Linked DNA regions of Mus musculus: region 2 is linked to region 1. A link is a contact called in public Hi-C data. All regions are on one chromosome and are shown on one strand. The core of a region is the stretch at or near the end of the contact, and the rest is flanking DNA. Distances in the headings are between cores, read along the strand shown.

What was found. A called contact is a pair of places that touch in the nucleus more often than the background predicts.
Region 2: a Hi-C map of Th1 cells shows a contact between it and region 1, with 4 times the contacts expected there. The contact joins the promoter of Diaph3 here to the enhancer-like site in region 1. A contact is called at or near these places in 3 of 39 promoter capture datasets (embryonic stem cells and macrophages), 2 of 484 Hi-C or Micro-C datasets (the Ba/F3 cell line and Th1 cells), 2 of 115 datasets of contacts at active chromatin or transcription factors (both in embryonic stem cells) and 2 of 9 other capture datasets (adipose tissue and liver).

The regions. Positions count from the first base shown.
Region 1 is chr14:87,049,881-87,052,916 of GRCm38.p6, forward strand. All of the region lies in intron 4 of Diaph3 (diaphanous related formin 3), which reads right to left. Among named protein-coding and RNA genes, the nearest start is that of Diaph3, 90 kb to the right of the region's middle. Within about 2 kb of position 1,546, at least 21 of the 459 cell types and tissues checked have an H3K27ac peak or open chromatin away from gene starts, as enhancers often do. A contact at or near this core is called in Th1 cells, where this site is marked.
Region 2 is chr14:87,139,805-87,142,840 of GRCm38.p6, forward strand. It overlaps Diaph3 (diaphanous related formin 3), which reads right to left and starts at 1,420. Exons shown (of 28, transcript NM_019670.2): 1 at 1,194-1,420. The coding sequence starts at 1,310.

The DNA of each region.
Region 1 (3,036 bases), core at 296-2,795:
ACTCAACCCCATTAGTGAACTGCTGGGGTGCACTAAGGGGCTAGTGCTACAAATACAAAACTACAGGATCTCCATGACACAGGCCAACAACAGGATATCACAGAGATGTCCTGGTGAGGTCCCTGTATTGACAGAGTTGCAGAAACCGGAGGCCTCAAACCAGACCAAGGAATCACTGCAATAAACATTTGCAAGCAAAGAAGTGTGGACAAAGGAGTCTGCTATGGGGCACACCACTATAGATTCCACAAGGAGATTTTTTTTTCCTCTGTTGGGGGAAGGTTTTGAGGGTAGAGGGTAAGTATGAGAGCAGTCTGAGATAAGTGGAATTTGGGGCATGATGAAAAATTCACAAAGAATCAATAAAAAGTTTTAAAACAATGCACTGCTGTTGAGAATGCCTACAAGTAAAGCTGATGACACAGACACTTGTCCTGTATCTAACCACTAGTGTCATCCCCAGAGGTGATCTTAAGTCAGTTATCAAATCCTAGAGCTGTCTCTAAAAAAGCTACCTCCATATGCAGTGTTATCAAGTGTTAAATCAGCTACTAAACCAACAGGAATGGAAAACCCACAAATCTATGCTCTCAGCAACCAAAGTGGGAAGTTACAAAAGTATACAAAGGACAGCATAAACTCAGGTATAGACTGACAAAGAAGGATAATTAAGTACCTTTCTAATTGGTCAACAGAAAAATAAATGAATATAGTGACCACTAAGAAGAAAATGTATCATTAAAACATTGCATCACAAGATATATTTAAAAATGAACAATTATCACGTATAGATATAAATTAGGCAAGAGATATTTAAGAAATTAAGACTTTATTCTTCATAAAACACATTAAGAAAATTCAATAATCCTATAAATTTAATTTTTTTTAATTTTTTGTATATAGGTATTTTGCCTGCATATATGTCTGTGTACCACATGTGTGCCTGATGCCCACAGGGCCCAGAAGGTATTGGATATCCTGGAACTGCAGTTACAAATGAGATGCTAAGTGAGTGCTGAGAACCAAACCCAGTTCTCTGAAAGAGGAGCCAATGCTCCTGACTGCTGAGCCATCTCTCCAGCCCAACTTAGAAAATAAAATTTAATGGGACATTGATACACATTTGTATGTACAAGAAGCAATAAGCCATTTATTTCAAAGAGGAACTAGGCTATCCTATCCTAGATTTTAATGATAAGACAGGTAATTAATAGCTTGATAGATTTCATACATAAAATATTAAAAGAAAAATAAGTATTTCACATGCTATATTTCATACTTCAGTTTTTCATAAATCACACTTATATGTTGGAGCTTAACATCCATTTTCCAATTAACGTCCAAACACCTCAGCAACAGTGATGACTCATAATTAGATGAGATCATGTTGCGTAGACTTTTAGAAATCACCTCCTGAGAATAGAGACCTAAGTGGTAGTGACATGGAAAATATTCTCAACTGGTCCCTCAGAAGACACCAATCCAACATCACTGAATGACTCACTGCCAAACAACACTGCGCCCGACACTGTGTTCATACTCAGAATGCTCATCAAAAGCATTCCTCAGATGATAGGTTCCAGCTCAGCTACGAAACATAACCAGGGCTACACCCTCTGACTGGCAGGAAATCCTAGACATGTCAAGAGCATGACCCTACATAAATTTCAAACCCTCTAAAATCAGGCTGATGCTTGTCTCTTTGATCTCTTTGATCCTCAACTGACCTTTTACATTCACTCTGACTAGGGTCAGCCACCAGTCTAACCACAACATAACAAAATGAATGATTTAATAGCTTTCCTATGAGGGGTAATATGCTTAATGCATGTATATAATTAATATTATCAAAGATATGCTTAAAAGCTGTTATCTTATTAAAAGTCGATTTAATCTACATCTTCCAGTATATGTGACTGTTAGGATAGTGTGCATGATATGCTTGTATATTAGGTATTCATCTTTTTGAACCAATATTTAATCAATGTGAGGTATATATATGAAGTATGAGAAATCACACAAATAACCAAGATTAGTGCCAATAGTGCTTTTCTACAGTGAAACTGAAAATACAACAACTTATATAAGATGATTTTAAGAGTAATTCTTGATAACAATTGGCTTCTGAACAAAATCAAACATCTTTTGGCTTGTCTAATCTGTCCTTCTACATCTTACTAACATGTAGTATCAAAATTCTCACTGGTTTATCTATTTCCTGTCACATCATAAGGTACAAGCATGACCAACACACTTATATTTTGATAACCATGCTTACAATAAAATTCCTATATATTTATATACACATACTACAAATGGTAAAAGGTTTGGGGACTTCCTCAAATGAATTATCTTTTAATTTTCTGTATCATACTTTCCTCAATAATTTTTCCTTCATGAAGATTTTTCAAAATATCTGATAAATTTCCAAGTCTGTTACTCTAAACATAATATTCCAAGCCATGGACAGTCATAAACTATTTAGTGAATCCAACATTTTTTAATATTCCTTTAACTACTAGTGACTTTATTCTAGATCATAAAGCCTTCAGAGTAAAATTTTTAAGAAAGAATATACATTTTTTGTTCAATAGACTTCAAAAATATTATGTCCCATCAGCCACAAATGACTGTTCTTTCCATATCAACACCAATGAGATTTTAAAAGGTATAACAAGACTTTAATTTGAACATCTGGAACTGACAATATCTATTTATTGGAATTATTTGGACTTATTCATAAATTAGTATTGTTCTATAGTCTGTTTTCCCCCCTCTGAAGCTTCATTTCAAATTAAAAAAAAAAAAAAAACTCGTTCCAGGTTTATATACTAATTCTTTGTCAAAATCATTAGAAATATTTTTACCACTGTCTTTTCTCATATGTAATTTATCACATAAACAACATGAGTTTTCTAAATAACTGATTATGCTTGTGTATTCTTTAATAGCTCCAAGACTTCCAAATGAGCAGTGAGAGAACTGAGCATCTTTGTTAACAAAGAGGCAAAGGTGAAGAGAGCACAATGGGCAAAG
Region 2 (3,036 bases), core at 170-2,669, 90 kb after region 1:
GTACAGCGGTTAAGAGCACGGACTACTCTTCCGAAGGTCCTGAGTTCAAATCCCAGTCACTTGGTGGCTCACAACCATCCATAATGACATCTGACACCCCCTCCCGGTGTGTCTGAAGACAGCTACGGTGTACTTACATAAAAATAATAAATAAATCTTTAAAGAAGAAGAAGAGGAGGAAGAGGAGGAGGAGGAGGAGGCAGCATCTCATGGATCCCTCTCAGAGTGGACAGAATCTATCATGACCAGGTTAACTCTCTCCTATCCTCGTGTTATTTTGATGCTCAATTCTGCATAATCAACCCCCACTTATCTCAACATGTCTCTGCTCTCAGCTTTATTCAATTACAAGTAAATATTACACTTAGCGATTGATCCACAATCTATTATTTTGGATATAATCATGGTATAAATTCCTGAAATTGTATTTGACAAGAAAGGGCAAAGCCTGTTCCTATCAATACATAAAAATAATTTCCCCATACTTCTAAGGAAAACTAACAGTCAGTGTTAACTCTGCAATTCTCTTGGACTAATACCAAAACCTACCAACCCACACAATCAGACAATCTGAATGAAATCATCCTCATTACCTAGTTTCCTTCCAGCTGACACTAACTAAAAGCTTACCAGGTGCTAATCATAGCTCTTCCTTAAGCTTTAAGAACGCAAAGCCAACCCGATTAACGAGTTTCAGATACTTGAAGACTCCTTCCAAGCTAAACATGACATTCTTTAGCAGTGACTACACAACCCGCCAAGTTTGAAAACGAGTTGCCTCAACTTGTAAAAATACGTCCACCTTAAAAGGTTCTTGTTGAATTAAAATATTAGACGGGGGAGGGAGGGCTATCAGCTAGAAGTTCACTTTCTGTCTGACTGACTGTTCTACTAAAGGGATGGGGTAAATTTTAACTTTCTTTTAAAATGCAGAATCCGCCTTGATGACGTCAGTACACAGCCATTTGAACTGTTTTTCAGATACGCCCAAAGAACTGCCAGGCTTCACAGACATCAGGGCATTCGTCCCAGAAAGGAATCGAATCCCGCCTTGTCACTGGGGATCTAAGCGGATTAACAGCTCAGGCCTTCTGAAACAAACCTAGCTCCCAGCTCCCGGGGATGTCACCTGGGGGACAGGGAGTTGTAGGCCGCGGGAGTCGCCGCACGTTGTGGCTCTGGCCCACACTTACCAACTTGGGTCGCTTCTCCCCGGGCTCGTAGGGGCCAGCGGGCGGCGCGGACTGCAAGCCCTTCCTCCGCGACGACTTGCTGTCCCGGCCGAGAGCGCGCGCCCGGTGCCTCTCCATCTTCCCGGGTCTAGGTCGCGACCTGATCTGGGGCTTTGCTCCGCGGGCTCAACTTCCCGGTCCCACGCCCACTGCGCATTAACCGCTGCACACGGCTGGGCCAATCTATCTGAAATCTCCCGCCACCACAAGCAGCCCGGTCAGCCAATCCCGCGCCGCGGAACCTGTGACGCAAGGGCCCCGCCTTTTCCGGGGATGCCAAAGCCTGGGCCTGATTGGCCCTTCGGCCTGTCCATCGCGCTTCTCGCCCTCTGGCTATGCAGGCTGCTTGCCAGATGGTACATAGTAAGGAACGGGTTTGGAAGGAAGGTTGAGCTAAAGAGAGTCTCTAACAAGGCTTCCCTTGGACTTTCAGAGTAGGTTCTTGAAAAATCTGAGCCGCAGGGAACCTCTCTCAGTACTGTTTCAGCAGCACTGAATACGAAAGCAACTGATAAGCCCTTTGAGTAGTCTCTGGAGATCTCAGGGTCTAGGAAAAATACTTCTACTACTTGCCAGCGCCCATGCCTCTTAGAAGAGATGTTTACCATTTTTTGATTACCGTTTATATAAAAATACTGCTGTCGTCTCAGAGAGAATAGAGTTCATTCTAGAACCAGAAATGAGTGACCGCAGCCAGGTGGTGTGAACATCGGTTGAAGCACGGAAGAAAGTCATTTCAAAGACATTAGGACAGACCTACAGGTGCTACGAGATGCACAGTCTTGTTTGAGGTTGGTGGAAGTTAGTGGACTTTTAAGGAAGAGCAAAAGGCGTCACGTGATAGTCGTAGGTATGTTAGATCTAACGCAGCGATGAATGGCAATTACGTGAGCCAAGATTACTTGGCTCTGGATTGGCAGCATTCCATGTCTCTACAATCATTGGAATTCTAACCTGTCAATTAAGCGCGTAGAATTTTTACTACAGGTGCGGCTTTTTCTGGAACTCCAGTTCACATTGTTCAGCACTTACAGCATGCCTCAAAGCCTAAATGCGTACTCAGGGTCAACCAAAAATTAAAAGGAATAGGGTCCAAACAATTCACAGTTTAATGTGTTTCACAGGTATTGACACAAAACAAAATGTAAAATTATAACAGCCATTCTACAGGTTTTTAAGTTCAGGTGGCAATCCTAAATATAAAGTAGAGGAAAGGGTCAGAACCTGGGTTCAAGGCAAGCAAGCACCTATCCCCAATATGCCAAATAAAGACATTAGTAATGAAGAGAAAATTCTGGAGATCAACTCAGTGTGGCTACACAAGGAAAAGGAACAAATAAAGAAATCCAGGAATCTCCCAAGTGCATCCTTAAAGATATTGACCTTCTGACTATGGAGGTGATTCAAGCCAAGACAAGTAAACATAAACTATTGATTTTGGTACAAGAAATAGTTCTAGGTATTCCACAGAGACTAGCACAGGGATTCAGAAAATGAACCTAAGGTTTCATCTACAGCTTTTAGAGGTTTAGGTTTAGTTCTGGTCTTGCAGGTACTGTTTGCTCCTTTTCTTGTTATAATGTGAGTTTTTATTATTGTCACACAGATTTTCATCTTCAGTGAGCATATACTAAAGGCAGATTCCAAGAGATTACCAAGGTCACCGGAAGAAGTACCTGGCTCTGTCACGATGGACAAGGAAGATGAAGCTTCCATTCTTACCATTTGGTAGCTGCGTGGTGTTGGAGGTGATGTGTGACTTCCTTTGCTTCTCCATCAACAAACACTTCAAATAGGAATGCTT